Linked DNA regions of Mus musculus: all the other regions are linked to region 4. Evidence: chromatin contacts called from public ChIA-PET and promoter capture Hi-C data. All regions are on one chromosome and are shown on one strand. Each heading gives the region's core, a stretch centred on a gene start, on an enhancer-like site or on the middle of the called end of the contact. The rest is flanking DNA. Distances are from core to core; before and after follow the strand shown.

Evidence for each region. Promoter capture Hi-C pulls out the DNA fragments that hold promoters and counts their contacts. ChIA-PET counts read pairs in DNA pulled down with a chosen protein or histone mark.
Region 1: a promoter capture Hi-C map of hippocampal neurons shows a contact between it and region 4, with 5 times the contacts expected there. The contact joins the enhancer-like site here to the promoter of P4ha1 in region 4. A contact is called at or near these places in 24 of 39 promoter capture datasets (the 3T3-L1 cell line, 3T3-L1-derived adipocytes, the C10 cell line and 12 more), 1 of 15 datasets of contacts at CTCF or cohesin (the NIH/3T3 cell line), 6 of 484 Hi-C or Micro-C datasets (B cells, the G1E-ER4 cell line, bone marrow-derived macrophages and 2 more), 22 of 115 datasets of contacts at active chromatin or transcription factors (the 230-238 cell line, the NIH/3T3 cell line, astrocytes and 15 more) and 3 of 9 other capture datasets (embryonic stem cells, liver and macrophages).
Region 2: a contact with region 4 is called in an RNA polymerase II ChIA-PET map of memory CD8 T cells, with 5 read pairs. The contact joins the enhancer-like site here to the promoter of P4ha1 in region 4. A contact is called at or near these places in 2 of 39 promoter capture datasets (both in hippocampal neurons), 1 of 484 Hi-C or Micro-C datasets (muscle stem cells) and 6 of 115 datasets of contacts at active chromatin or transcription factors (astrocytes, embryonic limb bud, embryonic stem cells and 3 more).
Region 3: a contact with region 4 is called in an RNA polymerase II ChIA-PET map of memory CD8 T cells, with 78 read pairs. The contact joins the enhancer-like site here to the promoter of P4ha1 in region 4. A contact is called at or near these places in 9 of 39 promoter capture datasets (the 3T3-L1 cell line, 3T3-L1-derived adipocytes, the C10 cell line and 4 more), 5 of 115 datasets of contacts at active chromatin or transcription factors (embryonic limb bud, large pre-B cells, memory CD8 T cells and 2 more) and 3 of 9 other capture datasets (adipose tissue, embryonic stem cells and liver).
Region 5: a promoter capture Hi-C map of hematopoietic stem and progenitor cells shows a contact between it and region 4, with 13 times the contacts expected there. The contact joins the promoter of Dnajb12 here to the promoter of P4ha1 in region 4. A contact is called at or near these places in 25 of 39 promoter capture datasets (the 3T3-L1 cell line, 3T3-L1-derived adipocytes, the C10 cell line and 16 more), 2 of 15 datasets of contacts at CTCF or cohesin (CD8 T cells and the NIH/3T3 cell line), 16 of 484 Hi-C or Micro-C datasets (Th2 cells, bone marrow-derived macrophages, embryonic stem cells and 11 more), 46 of 115 datasets of contacts at active chromatin or transcription factors (the 230-238 cell line, CD4 T cells, CD8 T cells and 32 more) and 4 of 9 other capture datasets (adipose tissue, liver, macrophages and 1 more).
Region 6: a contact with region 4 is called in a promoter capture Hi-C map of hippocampal neurons, with 3 times the contacts expected there. The contact joins the promoter of Edar here to the promoter of P4ha1 in region 4. A contact is called at or near these places in 3 of 39 promoter capture datasets (cranial neural crest, hippocampal neurons and stem cell-derived epiblast-like cells) and 1 of 115 datasets of contacts at active chromatin or transcription factors (astrocytes).

What each region holds. Positions count from the first base shown.
Region 1 is chr10:59,834,440-59,837,732 of GRCm38.p6, reverse strand. The region is part of intron 9 of Micu1 (mitochondrial calcium uptake 1); the gene reads right to left. Among named protein-coding and RNA genes, the nearest start is that of Gm23803, 18 kb to the right of the region's middle. Within about 2 kb of position 1,757, at least 13 of the 459 cell types and tissues checked have an H3K27ac peak or open chromatin away from gene starts, as enhancers often do. A contact at or near this core is called in cerebral cortex and hippocampal neurons, where this site is marked.
Region 2 is chr10:59,931,201-59,934,461 of GRCm38.p6, reverse strand. No RefSeq gene overlaps it. Among named protein-coding and RNA genes, the nearest start is that of Ddit4, 19 kb to the left of the region's middle. Within about 2 kb of position 1,676, at least 136 of the 459 cell types and tissues checked have an H3K27ac peak or open chromatin away from gene starts, as enhancers often do. A contact at or near this core is called in embryonic limb bud, hippocampal neurons and memory CD8 T cells, where this site is marked.
Region 3 is chr10:59,973,515-59,976,588 of GRCm38.p6, reverse strand. No RefSeq gene overlaps it. Among named protein-coding and RNA genes, the nearest start is that of Ddit4, 23 kb to the right of the region's middle. Within about 2 kb of position 1,673, at least 196 of the 459 cell types and tissues checked have an H3K27ac peak or open chromatin away from gene starts, as enhancers often do. A contact at or near this core is called in adipose tissue, embryonic limb bud, liver and 4 more, where this site is marked.
Region 4 is chr10:59,321,675-59,324,830 of GRCm38.p6, reverse strand. P4ha1 (procollagen-proline, 2-oxoglutarate 4-dioxygenase (proline 4-hydroxylase), alpha 1 polypeptide) reads right to left here and starts at 1,535. Exons shown (of 15, transcript NM_001316371.1): 1 at 1,355-1,535.
Region 5 is chr10:59,878,109-59,881,242 of GRCm38.p6, reverse strand. Dnajb12 (DnaJ heat shock protein family (Hsp40) member B12) reads right to left here and starts at 1,660. Exons shown (of 9, transcript NM_019965.3): 1 at 1,433-1,660. The coding sequence starts at 1,565.
Region 6 is chr10:58,674,003-58,677,536 of GRCm38.p6, reverse strand. Edar (ectodysplasin-A receptor) reads left to right here and starts at 1,841. Exons shown (of 12, transcript NM_010100.3): 1 at 1,841-2,081. It overlaps Gm36158 (a long non-coding RNA gene), which reads left to right. Exons shown (of 3, transcript XR_380458.1): 3 at 1-156.

The DNA of each region.
Region 1 (3,293 bases), core at 508-3,007, 510 kb before region 4:
CGTGTGCATCCAAGGAGGGGTAGGGCGGGGCCGAGGCCAGAGGACAACCTTGCGGAGCCTGTTCTTGTCTTCCACCTTTGCGTGAGATCCTAGGTTCAAACTCAGGTCACCAGGTAAAGTAGTAAGGGCATTCACCCATTGAACCATCTCACTGGCCCTTGCAAGCTGTTTTCTGATTTCAGAAAGGGGTGTTCTTCAGGTTTGGAGAGTTGTGAACAAAGGCACTCAGTTAAACACTCATGGGGCACCTACCTCTACGTATCCAAAGGCATAACTTTTGCAGACCCTAATTCCAGGTCATTTTCTTGGCCTTGACTTGGGCTGCCCAGAGCTGGGGCTTACGGCTCATACGGTGCTACAGGGTGTTGGGTAATGGAAGCATTCCCTAGTATCCACCTTGTAGGTGAGTGTATCACTGGATTAGAAGCACAGGTTCCACAGATTCACTGTATCTGCACTGGATGTACACTGCCACCATCTTCCTTCTTCCGTCAACAGATCAGTGAAGAAGAAAGCAACACAAGCGTCCACCGAGGCATGAACCAACCAGTCACCAAGGCAAGGAAACCCATTCTGCCTCACTCCTTTCTACAGGCCGTGGTGGTACACATCTGTGTAAGGTGTGGTGGTACACATCTGTGTAAGGTGTGGTGGTACACATCTGTGTAAGCTGTGGTGGTACACATCTGCGTAAGGTGTGGTGGTACACATCTGCGTAAGCCGTGGTGGTACACATCTGTGTAAGCCGTGGTGGTACACATCTGTGTAAGGTGTGGTGGTACACATCTGTGTAAGGTGTGGTGGTACACATCTGTGTAAGGTGTGGTGGTACACATCTGTGTAAGGTGTGGTGGTATACATCTGTGTAAGGTGTGGTGGTACACATCTGTGTAAGGTGTGGTGGTACACATCTGTGTAAGCCGTGGTGGTACACATCTGTGTAAGGTGTGGTGGTACACATCTGTGTAAGCCGTGGTGGTACACATCTGTAGGCCTTACACTCGGGAGGCTGAGGCAGGAGAATTTTGAATTTGATGCTTGCCTGGGATGCTTGCCTGGGATGGTGAGACCTTGTTTAGAAAACAAAACAACAACAACAACAACAACCACAATTAAGGGGTGTATGGGGGGAGGTTTGTTGTTGTTGTTGTTACTTTCAAGGCTGGAGAGAAGGCTCAGTACTTAAGAGCACTGACTGCTCTTGCCAAGGACCCAGGTTTGGCTCTCAGCACCCACACAGTGGCTTACAACTGTAACTCCAGCTCTAGGGGATCTGATGGCCTCTCTGGCCTCCTCAGACAACAGGCACACAAATGGTGCATGAAATCAGCATGCAAGCAAAATGAGCATGCATAAAAATAAAAATAAATAAAATCTTAAAATACAACTTTAAGCAGGGTGTGGTGGCACATGCCTTTAATCTCAGCACTTGGGAGGCTCTGAGGCAGGTGGATCTTGGTGAGTTCTAGGCCAGCCAAGGCTACACAGTGAGACCCAGTTTCATAAAACCTCCAACATTTGTGCATTAAAAAATTGCACTAATTATTGTGTGTATGTGCATGTGCCACGGTGTGTGTGTGGAGGCCGGGGGATAGCTTTCAGGAATTGGTTCTCTTTCTCTTGTCTTGCTGAGGCCAGATCTCTCTTGTTTCTGTTGATCTGTATTTCAGCCTAGCTGCCCTGAGATATTCTGAGCAATTCCCCTGTCTCTGCCTCCCACCTCAGTGTCTAAGTGCTGGGAATGACAGATTTGTGCTATCACTGCTGGCTTTCCTTACGTGGGCTCCGGGGACTGAACGCAGATCATGATGCTTGTGCGACAGGCACTTTCATCTGCTGAGTATTCCTGCCTGCCTGCCTGCCCTACATTTGTATTCGTTTTATTTTGTAGGGCTGAGGAACGAAGATGGGGACTTGTACATGCTGGACGAGTGACCTAGCCCTGGGCTGCATCCTCAGCCTCAGCCTGGAAAGGGTTTGATGACTAAAGGCTGACTTAGGACTCATAAAACAGAGAGGATGTGGTAGAGAAAATGCTTTCTAGTTTGACAAAGGATCTATGATGTTTACTAATTTTTTTCTTTTCTTCCTGGTTTTTCTTTTTTTGTGAAACATCAAATACGACAGAGCGAGACCAGACTTCTGCTGCTGAGTTTCCTGAAGGACAGAGTTGTGGAGGAGGACAAGCTGCATCTTATTCAACATGATTTAGACAAACAGTGGGACACAAATCACCCGGTGACACTGCTGAATCTAATATATAAGGCTGTCTTTAGTGTACAGACGCAATAAACAATATTTATTGAGCACTTACTTATCAGTTAGCTCTCTGCCAAGAACAGCAAGAGAAATCAAACAACACTGGACATAGGCTTTGAGGTTATGGGGCTTGTAATTTACATAGGCCACCGCAGCCGCCTCCTCCTCCTTTTTTTTTTTTCCCCCCAAGACAGGGTTTCTCTGTGTAGCCCTGGCTGTCCTGAAACTCACTTTGTAGACCAGGTTGGCCTTGAACTCAGAAATCCGCCTGCCTCTGCCTCCCAAGTGCTGGGATTAAAGGCATGCACCACCACTGCCCTGCTACATTGGCTTTTTTCTTTTTTTTTTTAAAGACTTATTTATTTTTATTTATACAAGTACACTGTAGCTGTCTTTAGACACACCAGAAGAGGGCATCAGATCCTATTACAGATGTGGTATAAAAGCCACCATGTGGTTGCTGGGAATTGAACTCAGGACCTTTGGAAGAGCAGTCAGTGCTCTTAACCGCTGAGCCACCTCTCCAGCCCTACATTGGCCTTCTTAAAGGAGCGATAACAACAACCACAAAACTCTTCAGTAACTGCTTTGCGTGTGTGCATACACGCGTGTGCGTGGGCACACATGCACATACACACACACCAGTGAATCCTAATTGACATGAGAGTCATTGTCTCAAAAATATGTAAAGAGGGATAGAACAAGAAAGACACTTGGTGTTGAATTTTACTCCATATATACTTGCTAGGTCATGCATGCGTGTGCACACACATACATGTACCAAAAGAAGACTACACCATGAGCTTTGTGGATGTAAAGTAGAAGCTCGGGGCTACGCTTACTGTGAGCTGAGTTGTTCAGACAGGAAGACTAAAGCTCACATACGATCCATTGGCTGTGAATGGAACTGGTGTCACAGCAGCTAGGAGTGCCCCCCCCCCCCCCCCGAGCTTGGTGGCAGTGGCGTCTTCTGGATACTCTTTGGGGAGGGTGAAAATGGAGGAGGTTATGGAAAACTGTTCTGTAATCTAGCT
Region 2 (3,261 bases), core at 427-2,926, 610 kb before region 4:
AGAGGTGAGGACCATGCTGGGCACAGAAGGGAAGAGCTGGGGACTGGAGGTCAGGAAAGGTGACCTCTGCCCCCAGGGGCTTGGTGCCAGGCCAGCCCCCATTAAGGACAAAGTGAACCAGTAGGGCGCTGGGGTTAGATAGCCAGCACACCATCCTGGCTCCAACTTGACAAATGGGTCTGTTCAGGATTTAAGGATGCCCTGCTGAGAAAGTTCCAGAGGTCCCTCTGTCCCTGAGCCAGCTGAGTCAGGCATTTGCAGCACATACTGTAGAGCAATCCTGAGCAACCCTGCTGGTGCACTGTCAACTTCTCTGAACTGCAGTCTGCAAAGTGGGCGTGTCCGGGTTTTCTTTTTTTCTCTCCTCTCCTCTCCTCTCCTCTCCTCTCCTCTCCTCTCCTCTCCTCTCCTCTCCTCTCCTCTCCTCTCCTCTCCTCTCCTCTCCTCTCCTCTCCTCTCCTCTCCTCTCCACTTCTCTTCTTTTTTCCTTTTTCCTTTACTGGAGAAAGGAATGACTATTTGGCAAAAAGGTTGATCAGAACCTAGCACTGAGCCGGGCAGTGGTGGCGCACGCCTTTAATCCCAGCACTTGAGAGGCAAAGGCAGATGGATTTCTGAGTTCAAGGCCAGCCTGGTCTACAGAGTGAGTTCCAGGACAGCCAGGGCTACACAAAGAAACCCTGTTTCAAAACAAAAACAAAAACAAAAACAAACAAACAACCCCCCCTCCCCCAGCACTGAACCTTCCAGCCTGTGGCATGCTGAGGCCTCCTTGTTTACTAAGGAGAACCGGCCCCAGGAAGTGAGGCCCAAAGACCTCTGGGTGGAAGTTTCTTTGGTTTGGTTGAGGTCCAGGAAAGCATCCTTCCTGACTTTTGACCAGCACAGGCCACACCAAGAAGCCTGTGCGTGTTGGTGTTGGTGATGATGCTAATGATTGAGACAGGGCTTCTCTGTGTAGCCTTGGCTGTCCTGGAACTCGCTCTGTAGAGCAGTTTGGCTCCAAACTCAAACTCAGAGATCTACCTGCCTCTGTCTGCTGAGTATTGGAGTTAAGGGTGTGTGTCACCACTGCCCAGCAAAACAGGGTCTTATGTAGTCCAGGCTGACCACAAACTCTTTGTAGCCAAGGATGCCCTTGAGTTTCTGTTCTTTTCTTCATCTCTTGAGTGCTAGGGTTCGAATTTGGGCATTGGATTTGAATTCATAAATGTTAGACAAGCACACTCTACCAATGGAACTACCAAGTTGTTAATTACCTAACTAATTAATCGTGCTGGGGATGGGATCCAGGGTCACGAATGTGCTAGACAAGCATTCCACCAACAAGCTATACCCCTGGCCCTCGGAGTTAATCTTCATAATCCTTACTTCCCCCCTCCGTTTTGTGAGACAGCCTTCCTATGTGTTCCTAACTGTCCAGGAACTTGCTATGTAGGTGTGGACAGACTTGAACTTGTGGCAATCCTTCCCTTCTTGTGCCTCCCAAGTGCTGGGATTATAGACATGAGCCACTCATGTCCCACAAAAAAAATCAGCCTTAGTTACAGCTAAGGCAAGTGAAGTTCACAGAAAGGTCCTGTTCAATATCAAGTCCAGGGCTCACCCCAAGCAGCCTCTCCCACAGAGCACACGTATGGGCTGAAGGACAGCTTCAACTGTGCCCAGAAGCCTGGTGTCCCCTTTTTGATCTTTCACAAGGCTGAGCTACCAGTTCCTGTCGGTTAACCCCCCAGAGAGAGTCTGACGCAGTTTGACTAAAGGAAACCACCAGTCTTGGCACGAACTGCCCTTCCTGGCAGGCCGACTGAGGTCAGGGTGGGTGGAGCTGGGAATGGCATTTCTTATTCCTTTCCCCAGATACCCATGGACTACTGCCTGGGTATTGGGCTCACCTTGAGCCTCAGTGTCTTCGTCTGTACAATGGGGTGAAGGTTCCACTCCTCTATTGCTGGGTCCAGTTGAGAGAGTTAAAAAAACAAAAATTCTTTGAGCCAGGCAGTGGTGGTACATGCCTTTAATCTCCAGCATTCAGGAGGCAGAGGCAGGCGGATCTCTATGAGTTCAAGGTCAGCCTGGTCTATACAGAGAGTTCAGGGATACACAAGGGAAACCCTGTCTCAAAAAAACGAAACCAACCAACCAACCAACTCTCTCTCTCTCTCTCTCTCTCTCTCTCTCTCTCTCTCTCCCCCTCTCCCACACGCACACGCACACAAAACAAACAAAATAACATTCTTAGGCCAGGCGTGGTGGCACACACCTTTAATCCCAGCACTCGGGAGGCAGAGGCAGGCAGATTTCTGAGTTCGAGGCCAGCCTGGTCTAAAAAGTGAGTTCCAGGACAGCCAGGGCCATACAGAGAAACCCTGTCTTGAAAAACAAAACAAAACGTTCTTAGGATGTTTATTCTGAGGATTAAAATAAAGTAAGAGGTGTTGACTCCTCCTTCGCCCCTGAGAAACAGAGACAATAGGTCACTGTATGAAGTCATGAAACGACAAGGGGATAAGGATTCGAACCAGTCACCCAGGGTGGTAAAACCCTTATCATCAGCCCGGCATGCCTTTAATCCCATCACTTGGGAGGCAGAGGTAGGCTGATTTCTGAGTTCGAGGCCAGCCTGGTCTACAAAGTGAGTTCCAGGACAGCCAGGGCTACACAGAGAAACCCTGTCTCGAAAAATCAGAAGAAGAAGGAGGAGGAGGAGGAGGAGGAGGAGGAGGAGGAGGAGGAGGAGGAGGAGGAGGAGGAGGGGAGGAGAAGAAGGAGAAGGAGGAGGAGGAGGAGGAGGAGGAGGAGGAGGAGGAGGAGGAGGAGGAGAAGGAGAAGGAGAAGGAGAAGGAGAAGGAGAAGGAGAAGGAGAAGGAGAAGAAGAAGAAGAAGAAGAAGAAGAAGAAGAAGAAGAAGAAGAAGAAGAAGAAGAAGAAGAAGAAGAAGAAGAAGAAGAAGAAAGGCCCTTATCACCTTCCTTTACACTCCCTCCTCATCTGGCCTCGGACTCTCCAACCTTGCAACCACGGCCTCAGTATCCATCTGGATTGTCTAGAAGAAATCCACCCTCCTACCCACTCCCTGCACCCCGCTCAGCGTGGGAAGAGATGTCGCCCCCCCCAAGCTTCCCCCCACCCCTGCCCTCCCAGCTCCAGGGCCCTACTGACATCCACATATTACAGCTGGCTTGAGGGTGCAGACCCGCACCCAGCTTGGTCTCACGCACTGTTTTTGATTGGTTCCTTCTGGTGGCATAGACAAGGTGTC
Region 3 (3,074 bases), core at 424-2,923, 650 kb before region 4:
GGAAGGCCATCGAGCATGCTGTGTGCAGACCTTCTAGTGATGTGGCCTTAGGGTCACCCAGGATCATGCCTGTAACCCACCTTACCCATGCTCTGTAAGTGACCCTAATACACATTGATTCCCAGGGGGAACCTCAGTGGAATCCAACTGTGTTATTGAGACCTTATGAAGAGGGGGGAAGATTTAATAATACACTACACTTGGGGCGTGTGTGTGTGTGTGTGTGTGTGTGTGTGTGTCCTTCTCTCCCCCAGGAGAAAATTCTCACAACAGCATCCTAAAACCTAGTTGAATCTCTTTACAGGACTGGAGTGAGGACCCACAGAGATTCACATGCAGGCCATAAAGAAGCCAGAAAGGAGCTGGGCGTGGTGGCACATGCCTTTAATCCCAGCACTCCGGAGGCAGAGGCAGGCAGATTTCTGTGTTCGAGGCCAGCCTGGTCTACAGAGTGAGTTCCAGGACAGCCAGGGCTACACAGAGAAACCCTGTCTTGAAAAACAACAACAACAACAACAACAAAAAGAAGCCAGAAATGGGGTGAGGGGGGACTAGAGAGATGGCTCAGCACGGAAGGGCAGGTACGGTTCTTGCAGAGCAATGGGTTGTTTTGGTTCCCAGCACTCACAGGGTGGCTCACAACCATTTGTAGCTCCAGTTTTAGTGGATCCAATATCCTCTTCTGACTTCCACTAGCACCGTATACAAACAGACACTTGGATAAACACTCATCACTCATACACATTATATATGTGTGTGTGTGTATGTGTTATATACATATATATATATATATGTATATTATATATAGTATAATATATATATAAAATATACACACACATAGGTTTTGTTGTGGTTTTTTGTTTTTTGTTTTTTTCCAGACAGGGTTTCTCTGTGTAGCCCTAGCTGTCATGGAACTCACTCTGTAGACCAGGCTGGCCTCAAACTCAGAGATCTGCCTACCTCTGCCTCTTGAGTACTGGGATTAAAGCCACCCCCATCTGGCTTAAAATGTATGTTTAACAGAAGCCAAAAATGGGACTTGGATGATATGGCTTAGCTTGTAGAGTGTTTGACTGGCATGCACAAGACCCTGGGCTCAGCCCCAAGCATGTACTAATAACTGCAGCACTCAGGATGGAAAGATGGAAAGGTAGGAAGGTCAAGTTTTCAAGGTCACCTTCAGCTATGTAACAAGTTCAAGGCCAGCCTCACAAAATGAAGAAGTAACAAGTGCAACCTGTCACAGCTCTGTTCCTGTCCTGTGGCGTACACACACACACACACACACACACACACACACACACACGCATGCACACGCACACACACGCGCACACACACCGGCACAGTTAGCAAGCACTTCTTTGGAGCTTGCTGGGCTCTCTTGTGTTCATCCTTGGGTCCAGAAGGCCAGTGCGTAGCCATATGTTTGAAGAAGTCACTAAGAAAACACCAGAATAAGTGGCAGAGGTTTCAGAGCTGTGCTTCTGTGACCCAACAAACTCACATAGCCAGCTGTTATGGCTCATGGCTGTCAGAACAGTGCTGGGGGAGACAGCGACACATCATTATCACCATGGGTTATAGCAGCTCGTCCAGGCCCCTAGAGACACTGCCTCAAAGAAGTGAACAGACACAGAGGCAAACAGTAAGACTGAACATAGCATCTGGGGGGTGAGGGACACCAGACCACAAACCAAGATAGCAGGCTGCAGGAAAGGAAGTTCACCTTGTCCTTCCCTGTCCCAGGCCTGCTGGTTTTGCAGACATTTGCTGTTCTTTTGGTGTTTTGTTTTTTCTTAATTCAGTAAAAATAGCACTATGGGACAACATATCATAGCATTTGTGGAAATAAAAACTAGGAACCACATCACAGGGTGTTCTGATGCAAACGTGGCCCCAGCTCCCCAGGGTGACCTATGCTGCAAAGGTGGCTGTCCTCACTGGTCTCAGGTGGGGCCTGGCCTTGGGGAGGAAGGGAGGAGGAGGCACAGAGCCATCAGCTGTTTCCCCTCACCAAAGCTAGAAGCGCGGCTTTGTCTGAGCCTGCCTCCTGCACTATAAAAAGTTTCCGCCACAAAGGTCCATTCAGGAAACCAAGGTTAGAGACCCTGGGCTTCCTGACTTGATTGCTCTCCTGGGGCCTGGGACCAGCTCAGAAGGGTGGGGTGTGTGGGCTTTGCAGGTTACAGGATGTGAAAGTGAGGACCGAGGTTAAGGGAGAGAATAAAAGGCCAAGAGTAGAACACACCCAGCAGAGGCCATGTGCGGTTCTCTTCTTCAGGGTTTCCTGTGGGTGAGCTGAGAACATTGTGTTCTGGCTCTGAACTTACCCTGCGGGGGCTGCTCCCCTCTCAGCCTCTGGGTCCTAGTGCCTGACCTCACAGGCCTTGGCTTCCCTACAGTGTTGTCTCTCCTACCTCTGGCTGCTATAGTGTGGTCCCCAGCCACCTCCATAGATTCTCCCAGGGTTCTTGGTGTCGCACATAACAAAACATCCTTGAAGTTCAGGAAATAACTAGCCAGCATCTCTATGTTTTCCTGTCTTCTGGATGCTGGGAGCTAATGTTAAACCATCATGGTAATGAACCTTTGACCGCCAAGTTCTCCAGAGATACTTGGGAATACAAGCCTTCTGAGTGGGGTGGTGTTTGTTTATTTGTGTATTTGATTTTTCTGCCACGGCAGTGCTTACAGATAGAATGCAAGGCCTTACCCGGCCTGCCAGTAGGTGCTTTCTTTCTCTCTCTCTTTTTTTTATTGCATCTAGTTAGTGTGTGTTTATGTGCACACCATTGGTGTGCATGGAGAGGACAGAGGACCACTGTGGGAGTCTCTTTTCTCTTTCCCACCATGGATTCCAGGGCTCCAGGGATGACTGTAGTCATCAGGTGTCCTCTGACAGTCTCCTTACTCCCGAGATGGAGTCTCTCTGTGTTGTGGGTGTGTCCCACTCCCCAATTCTAGGCTGCAGGTCAGCCTGCCCAGGGATGCCATTGCTTCTGGTCCACCTTACCAGCACTGCGGTGCACAGGACCACGCTTCACTTTCTTCCTGGATGCCAGGGATCTGAGCTC
Region 4 (3,156 bases), core at 286-2,785:
TTATTTTAGGAAAAGACTAAGTTCCATTCATAAGCTTCATCTAAACCTGAGAAGGGAAACGAGGTTTTTTTTTTCCCCCTCAACCTTAAAAAAAAAAAAGTTGATGAAAGAACAGCGTTGCCACGTCTCCCCCCTCCCCCACTCACGTAGTGGCTATTCCATCCCTCCAGAGTGCATTCCAAGGAAAAAGTCCAAGAGCCATGGCTCTCGAGTTAAGTCGAACCTGGCAGGTTCCTTTTAATTAAAAAAAAAAAAAAAATCATTTCCTAAAAGAGAACCCAGGAGCTTGTCTATCCCTTTCTGTGGAGGCTCTTCCCTATAAACCACGGTGCAATACCCCAAGAGTCCTCATTTTGGATGGTCAGCTGAAGATGTTAAGTCCGAAAGCCTGCCTTTGTACCAAATTCCCACTCTCTAGGAGAAACAACCTCGTATTTAACCGTACCATCCTTCCCCACACTGAACATCCATCTGGGGTCAATCACAAAATTCAGTTTAAAAGTCTCACACAACCATAGAAGGTTTGGCCAAAATGGACTGACTTGTTGACCCTGCAAGAGGAGGGGAGCGTGAAAGACGAAAAGGGAAAGGGGATCATCAGGGTGAGCTGAACCAGAGGAGGTGGGCAAGATTGGAAACCAGGAGGAAAGAAGGAGCAGAGGGAGAGAGAAATACAGAGACAGACGCGTGTGTCCTTAAGTGATTCACTGGGATGAAGAGGAAGGAAGAAGCCAGCTTCCCCAACTGTGAATGACAGCAACTTCTCAGCTAAACTCGGCGCCCCGGGCTATGTCTACTTGCTGAGACAACGCCGAGAAGCGCAACAGACAAGTTCAGTCCTAACTTCTGAGTAGGTCCCACTTCCCAGCTTTACTTTCCAAAAGTGAAAAGGAAAAAGAGAAGAAGAGCGATCGAAACGGAGAGACTCAGCCCCCGGCTGCAAGCGCTGCCTGCTTTCTCCACTGCCACATGCTAACCATCTGCGGCTCGGGCGGCCCAGACCCCCGCCCGTCCGCCCTCGCCTTCCCCCGGCTTAGTGGGGCGGACGAGGTACCGCTGCACAAGTCATCAGGGAGGCTGGCTGCCCGGGATGGAACATTCAAGAAGGTCCTAGTGCTGGGGCGGGGCGCAAGCCGCTGCTGCCGCTCCGGCCAGAGGCAGGACGGGGGTGGGGGGACGGCGAGGGAAGCTGGGAGAGCGCCGGGGCGGCCTGACTTCGGGGGTGCGGGGCCGGGTCCTCTCGGGGAGACCCGGGGGCGGCTGTGAGAAGGGCTGAGCCCCACTCCAGAGCGAAGGGACCCCGGCTGCCCGCGGGGACCCCGCATCCGTCTCCAAGATCGGAGGAGCGCCTCACCTGGATAGCGGGCCGGGAGGAAGGCGACAGCTCGGCTCGGGTCAGTCCTGTCGCCTGCAGTCCCCGCTAGCTAGCTCCCTGCCGCCCTCAGCCTGCTGGCAGTGCGACTGGGCAGTAGAGGGAGCCAGGCGTCCCTTTTATATTCCCCTGCCGCGCCGGCGCGCCGGAGAGGGGGCGGCCGCAGCCCTCGCTACGTGCGCTCTGTCACACCAGCTCCCGCGCCACTGCGCAGGCGCTTGCGGCGAGCCTCCCACCCACCCGGGAGTCGCCCAGGCCCGGGGTGTTCCAAGCCTAGGCTGGCCCACGCGAGGACGCAGTGCGCCTGCGCAGAGCTCCTGCCACGCCACCGTTCCCGTGGTTACCATGGGGCTTCCACCACCACCCCCGCCCGGGTTCCTGTAGGATTTAGCGCCTTCATTTCAGGGTCAGCGGCGGGTCTCAGAGCCATCGAAGCCATCAGGAAGGACAGTTGTGCAAAATTAGGAGAAGTTTATAAGAATTTAGGAAATAAAGTGGAGGTGTGGAGTGGGAAACAAGACGGTGTATCCGGGGTGACTGTCGGGGCTGGCTTGGCCCACAGGGGTTTTTGCTTTAATAAGCGTCTTTTTTACACTTTTGAACACGAGGATTTCGCTTAATCTCCCACCCGCATACTTTATGGGTGAATAATAGATGACAATTGAGTGTCATCTGAGGTTAAATCCTAACCCACTCTGTATAAAGTTAGATTTTAACTTCCCTGTATCTTGGGTGCTACATCTGCAAAGAAGGAATACAATATTATCTGTTCCCTAGGCCCTAGGCTTGCTGTGAGAAACAATGAGACAATGAATGAAAAAGCACTTACTTAGCACATGCCTAGGATTCAGGAAGAGCATGGAAACATATAATGGGGCTGGGGAGGGGGTGTACCAGGATGTTGGGTTTTGAGCATTTACCTAACATGGAAAAAAAAGGCCTTAGACTTTATTACCTAGCCTCAAACAAACCAGCACAGAAACAAGCATCAACAACAGTAAGTCTGGAGATGTGGCACACACAGCTAAGATTTCAGTTCCCAGCACCGTGCTGGGTGGTGGCTCACAACATCCTGAAACCCCAGGTCGGGCAGATCAACAACTCTGGGCTTCCAAGAACACCGGTATTTAACCACACAAGACACATACGTATAGTTAAAATGAATAAAATTAAATCTTTAAAAAAATACTACTGAGCACACTATATAAGGCACGAACTGTGTTTGAGTTTAGTCTTGATCTAAAAGAAGAGAACCTTAGTTACTGGCAATAAGGACAATGCCAGAGATAATTTACTTCCTGTCAGGGAAAGAAAGACTTTTCTAACATTTGTTACTCGTTTAAAACTGTAAAGTTTTCCTTGCTTGCTAAAGTATGGAACTGATTGGCACTTATCTGGGACAGAGAGACAAAGAGCTTCAGGCGTCTGAAAGCAATGGTTTCTAAAAGTGTGGCTCTGTGGGTCTAGTCAGGAGCAGTAGAGCCAAAAATGTTTTTGTAGGACGATTTCGATTCTTTTGCTATAATGACAACACAGTTGGATTTTCCAGAGACTTCTGCTCCTTTGTCATGGTTTAAGTGTGAGGCATATCCCAACCAGGCCACTAGTAAGAGAATTTACAGAAGAAAAACAAAAAAAGCAAAAAACCACACAGCCACCCCACTAATACTCTTAAGATGTTTTTATTAAAAATGTTTTTCTGCTAACTTGTAATATAGTTGTTTTAAAATGCACAAATAAAGCTATTTTATATATTTTTTTAACCTCTCACTACAGTAAATCCT
Region 5 (3,134 bases), core at 411-2,910, 560 kb before region 4:
CCATGCCCTAAAGCTCTATTTCATCAGCTTTCTTAACTGCTCCTGGGCTACCAGCAGTAATCAGAATTCTGACAGTCTGCACCCCGCCTGGTGCTATCCACTTATAAAAAGGGAATTATCCCATAGGGAAGCAGTTACCAGAGCAGATCGAAACTCTCTCCTAGCAGAGGCAAAGAGACCAAAGATCAACCTGCAGAGTCAGGAGGGAGGAAAGTTCAGGAACGCAGCTGCCTCTAAGGTCAGCACTCCAAACCTGGGCAGGGAAGGTGAGAGGCTGGCTGCTGCGTCTTCATTTCATTTTAATAAACACGTATGGAATCTCAGGGTTTTCCACTTTCTAGCTGTGTCACATCCTAAGACGCTTATCGATGAGTTAGTTCCTCATCTTGAGAAGATAGAAGGGTGGTGTTCTGTCTTCCTGACTTTACAGGATCAGGTGGCAAAACACACGAGAAAGAACTTTCTACACAGAAAAGCACTATGGGTATTCTTGTTTATATACATTATCTGTTCCAACTTCCTGAACTTCCAGATGGGGAAACCCAAGCTCACGATGAGATGTGGGTCTCTTAATTCTGAAAGTCTGCTACATGTCAGAGAGTTTACTAACTCCACAGAAACAAATCCTGTGTCTTTCTCCTTCCCAGCTGGTATTAAAATTTTCTTTGGTCACTTCGGTTACAAACGCAAAAATGAGGGGGAGGTTACCAGGTAAAGTGAGACGATTGGGTAGCGAAGACAAGATCACTATTCCCTCCCTGGGTTGGGAGGTCTCAGACCTAGGCTATTAGCTACCTGGAGCTCAGCAGCCGTAGCAGTCCATAAGACCCGCCACCCGGGCTTGCTGAGGAAGAAGGTGGGATAGGGTGGCTGACACTGGGATCTTCAACAATCCATCCACTCCGAAACACCGCTTTCAAGAGACTGCAGGAAGGACTGCGAGTTGGAATGTCTTATTTCGCTAAGGGTTCTCTGATTGGAGCGAATGAATTCCTTCCCTCTCTAGAACCCATTCTCCCTTAGAATAGTTATGTTTATTTTCCTGAACTATAATATTTCCCAGGCCGGCCAGTGGCCCTGAGCCACCGAACAGCCCTCTGGGAGAAGTAGTTCGCTTTCGCGTCCACAAGAGTCCTCTTCACCGGGTCTCCCAGCGCGTCTCCTTCCCAGAAACCTCACATTCCAGAGGCCTCCACAAGCACTGGGAAGGGGTTGGGAGCCGGGCCCTCGGGGGTCTCCAGGGGGCCAGCATCCTAGAGACCGCGGCACCGCTGGACTACGAATCCCAGCAGCACCCGCGCGCGCCAGTGCGCAGGCGTAGCCGCGCCTCGCCACCCCTCCCCCCTCCGCCAACTGCTCCCGTCGGTCCGTTCCCGTGGTCCCCCGATCCGTGCTAATGCCCCCTTCGGTCCCTGCGGCGCCTCCCACTCACCGCTGACTCGTGGCGTCGGGTAGAGCCGCTGCGCCTTCTCCAGGAAGCGCAGCGCCCGCTCGGGCTGGTTGCTTTGGATGGCCTTGAGGGCGATGCTGATACAGCGCTCGGCTTCATCCTTGTTGGATTCCATGGCGGAACCCGAGCACGGAACCAGGGAGGGGGAGGCCGGGCGAGCGAAGGGCTGCGCCAGCCGCCGGCGCGTCGCGGGGCAGGCCGGCGCGGAAGGATGACATAACCCTCCGCCCCTCCTTCCCGGGATTTGAGTGAGGGTTGAACCCGGGCGGAAGCCCTACCGTATGTCTCCTAAGAAAGGGGCGTTCGGTTCGGAGGCGCTAGAACGCGCGGGCGCTCTAGAGCGCAAATGCTGAAGTTGAGTGTGCGCGCACGTTCGGGTGGTAGCCTCTGCGTTCCAGTCCGACTATCTGTGAATCGTACAGATGTTTACCGATTGTCAGACGCTGCTGTCTGATGTGGCAGTGGTATCAAAACAAAACCGTGTCCTCACAGAGCTTTCGTGGGTGGGGAGAAGTCAAGTAAACGGAAACATTCAGATAGTGACACAGTCAAGGCAAATATCGAAAAGTAGAGGGATGGAAGGGAGGGCTACCATTTAAGATAGCTTAATATATCAGAAACTCATTTTACAGGCTCTGAACTCTAAAGAAACAGGAACATGTGATTGGAGGAAGGGTGGTTCGACTGGAGGAAATAACAGATGGAAAGGCTCCGCATAAGGATTTTCGTTGTGAGTTATTGCGGGGATTAAGGAGGAGTTTACAGGAGTCACTACAGAGTCACACCAGTCAGGATGCAGCTCAGCCTACCTCCCACTTAAGTGACAGCAACTTAGTGAAGGTTGCCAATGACTTCCACTAGGCTAAATCTCCTGGCTATTTCTTAGCCCTTGCACTATGGTCTTTCACAAGAAACTACAATAAACCAAATGAATGTTAAAGGGTGCAATGCGATGGTGGTGTAAGCCTTCAATCCCAGCCCTTGGGAAGCAGAAGGACTCTGAGTTCAAGGCCAACCTGGTCTACAAAGTGAGTTCCAGGACAGCCAAAGGTACAAAGAGAAACTCTGTCTCGAGAAACAGACACAAACAAAAGTTAAAGAGCAGCTGTTATAATCAAGTGAGACTCGGTGAATATATATTCATCGAGTTGCAGATACACACACATATACATATATATAAAGCATAAATATATAACATAAACATATAAAACATATAAACACACACACACACACACACACAACTAGAAAAGATCATCCGAGTGAGATAATCCACACTCAGAAAAACAAACATGGTATCTCACTTATAAGTAGATTATAGCCATAGATAGAGTACAGGATAACCATTCTACAATCCACAGACCCAAAGAAGCTAAGTAACAAAAAGAGCCCAGGAAAGGATGTTTGAATCTCACTGAGAAGAGGAAATGAAATAGTCACAGGGGTAGAGGGAGGGATGGAGCAGGGTTGGAAAGGAGGTGGGCAGGGGAAGAGGAGGGGTGAGTGTTGGGAGAACTGCCATGGAGACTTAGCTGGGTCGGAACTCCCTCTGAGAAGTTTGAATATTAGATGTTTGATATAGGGAGGATGTATTGGCGATGGGAATGGCAATCGGGATTGTGCAACCATACGGTGTAGGGAAGACGGAGGGAGGGCTGACGGTGGAGACCATGCTTAGAAGGTGTAA
Region 6 (3,534 bases), core at 592-3,091, 650 kb after region 4:
ATGACTTCTCTGGCTTCATTTTCTCAATGTGTTGAATTAATTTGTCCATACATTCTGATTTGGGTAAAAGGACCATGGAGACTTCACATTGATCATCTGTAGTGTGGCAAAGGCCAGCTCTGCTTTCTAGTTCTTATCATTTTGTGCATATTCTTCTCTCCCTCCACCTCTCCTGTCTTTTGGCAGCGGCAATGTTGTCTGTCTCACACTCTAAGTTTAAAGGCATTACTTAATGTCCAATAGAAAATAAAAGTAACAGCTAAAATTAAATCTATGTCCTCAGATACACCTCTCAAAATAACAAGTGCACTCCACAGGGAAGACTAGCTCAGTAGCTTGCATTGGATTCCCCGATGTGATAAACTTCCATTTATTACTAACTCACTGTAGGTTCAGCCTGGGGAACGTAGCTAACCAAGCCTGAACACTCAAGGGCGCCTGCACTGTCTGGATGAGTTGTCCACACTGGTCAGCAAGCTAAGAAAAGAGCATTGTGCTTTCCCACAGCAATAATCATTAAGTTCAGGATCCTCGGCCTAAGCCTGTACTCTGCCATCTGTCTCTCTACTGAGAGTCCTGCTTTCTCCAGTGTATCTAAGGCAGAGGGAACAGGACGGGAGCAGAGTATATAGAAGGCTCCACTCCTAGGCTGGCTTGCCAGCAATTGCCTTTAGTCCCAGCTCCTGGGAAGCAGAGGCAGGTAGGTCTATGCGAGTTAGAGACCAGCCTGGTCTACAAACCAAGTTCCAGGATCACTAAGGCTGTTACACAGAGAAACCCTGTTTCCAAAAAAACAAAGAGGTGGAGGAGGAGGCGGGAGATGAAGAAAAGAGGTAAGGAAGAGGAGGAGGAAGAAGAGAAGGAAGATGAGGAGAAAGAAGGAAGAAGGAGAAAGAGAAGGAAGGAGGAGGAAGAAGAAAGAAAATAAGGAGGAAGAGGAGGAGGAGAAGCAGAAGAAGGAGGAGGAAGAGAAGGAGGAGGAAGAGAACAACAACAACAACCTGTTGTTTCCACTCCTTACTGTGGCGGGGGACCATGAGGTTGAGGGAGAAAGGAATGAGGCTGTTACATTCTTTTAAGGCTGGGTGTTTTCCAGATAACTTATTTTTTGAAAGAGAATTGATCAATACCAAAAGGTTTGCATTTAACGTTTCCTTGCTATCAAATCACATGGGGTATATGAGGTTATCGGAGCATATATAGTTATCTGGAAATGTAAAGGATACATAGGGCTATCAAGAGTTCTGTGAGGTATGTGCACGTCTCTGGAGTGGTAGAGTCTGTATTTATATGAGGCACATACTGTAGTTACAAGAGTTAGATATGTTTATCTGAACTTGTCTGGAGCCTATATTGAGTTACCTGGAATGACATGGAGAGAAGATGTTGAGGAGAAAATGGTGACTCAAATCTGTGGTGAGCAGGAGAGAGATTGGAAATATGTACAAGTGTATTCCAGGCTGCATGAAGGAGCGTGAATGGATACAGCAGTATTCATCATACCTATAACCATCTTGTGGGGAAGGGGGCTGTGCTTAAGTTCTGATTAATGATAACTTAATGCAAATTTCATCTTTCATTATTCTTGTGCCCAAAGGCCCAACTTGCTTTGATAGAAGCAAGACCCCCACGCACTCCAAAAGGAAAAACCTCAATGCTTTTTACACATTCCAGCTTGTCCCTTAAGGGGCAGGAAGTCCTGTGGAGCCAGGTGCACTCAGCGGCAGAGCCTGAGGCTGTGCCCAGGCTCCTGCACTGCCGATGCCTGGCGCGGCCTCTAGGTGGCGCGGGTGGGTTTGAAGCGAGGGGCCTCCTCTCCGCTCGACTGTTTGTAAACTCGCAGTCCAGACCGGGAACAGTCAAGAGCGAGTTCCCGGGAGCCCTTCAAAATAGAAAGTTAGTTGCGCTGGCAGCAGAGGTGTGCCTGGCCGCTGTCACCCGGCTGGCCCCAGGATTGTGGAGCTCTGCTTTTGAGAGGACACCGACGGACGCCTGTGAAGCCTGCCCCCCATCCCTTACCTGCTCGCCTTCTCCGTAGACCCATCTTCTGCTGGGAAAAGCTAACCTCATTCGGGTACCAGGTAAACCTTGGTTCTTTCACTTCTGGTTTTCCGTATTCTTCAACTGTGGACGAAACCGAGGTGTCCTTGGCTAGGAAGGATCTCGGGTACATTTTTGAAATGCATGTCATTTTTGGGTTGCGTTTGGACAAGCGTTACTGATTACTTGTGTGTCTGTCTGTGCTACAAGTTCACAGGCTTGAGGTTGTTTCTTTGTTTTGAAGAAAATATCAGAAAACTCATTCCGCTGTTGAGTGCGCTTTGGTTAGAGTGCCAAACTGTGCGTCACAGACAGTACTTGTGCTACTAAAACACGTGTTGCCATCTGGGGAGAGGACCGGAGTTTCTCCAACTCGCTCACAGAAGAAGGCAAGAGGCACCTGGGACTTTAGTGGCATTCGTCACCTGCCTCTACCCAGAGTAGCTCATTGTCTTAAGAGGCCATTCAGGCAGGCTTCCAATCAAGTCTGAGACCCAATGCCATAGTCCTATGTTGTCGGAGAAGAGGAAGAGAGTGTGTTAGATAGGTCTTTGTGACACTTGAGGTTTTCATTTCTAGCCAAAGGTTCCTTTAGTGTTCCGAGGCATCTGGGGTAGAAGGGCCTCATGCAGAGAGTAGAGTTGGATTTTTCAGCCTTTGCGGTAAGAAACTCCTGCAAGGCAAAATGTGTGATCTCAGGGCAGATGGGGCAGCAGGTGAGGTCACTGCTGGAGTATCCACATCACCAGGGGACAGCTAAAGCAAGAGAGGTGACAAGGGCCAAAGACCTGGTCAGTCAGGTTGCTAGACAGTCAGTGGGAAACAGTCCCCCTTTTCAAGACTGAAATCATAGTTGAGAGAGAGAGAGAGGTGGTGGAGTGTGGCAGGGCCAACTTCTTCTTTACTTCTTCTGGGGCCCCTACCTTGCTGTTTTGAAGTGGCACCTGGGTACACCTTCAAATGCAGAGTGAAACTGAGGTTTGTTCAAAGTATCAAAGAGTCAAGAGGGCATAAAAGGACAGAGAAGTCCCGATGTACAACAGACATTCTAGGTCATGATCGCTTAAAACCTTTAAAGATATGTTTTGAGAGAGTGGCTTACGAGGACTTAACGTTAGGAAGTGTCCCAAGAGACCGCCCCCACATAAGCACCCTCCCTGGAGATGACAGCAGGATGAGGGGGGTCTCCTCTCAGCATTCATTCCTCTGTCCACTTATGATGCTGTTGTTGGAGGCTGTCCTAGGTTGCATTCTTTGGGAGGAAAAACTAAACAGAAACTTACTGAAGTAATATGCCTACTCTCTGCTCACTGTCTGTCTGTCCTCTCTGGTCACTGTCTGTCTGTCCTCTCTGGTCACTGTCTGTCTGTTCCGTTGTTTGGGGCTTGCTGTCATTGTCTCGTTTTGGTGTCTGCTGAAAAGATGTATAGAGGATCCCCCAGAGATTCTTTATAATGCTGTACAAATGATTGACAGTTGTACAATTCAATAGAA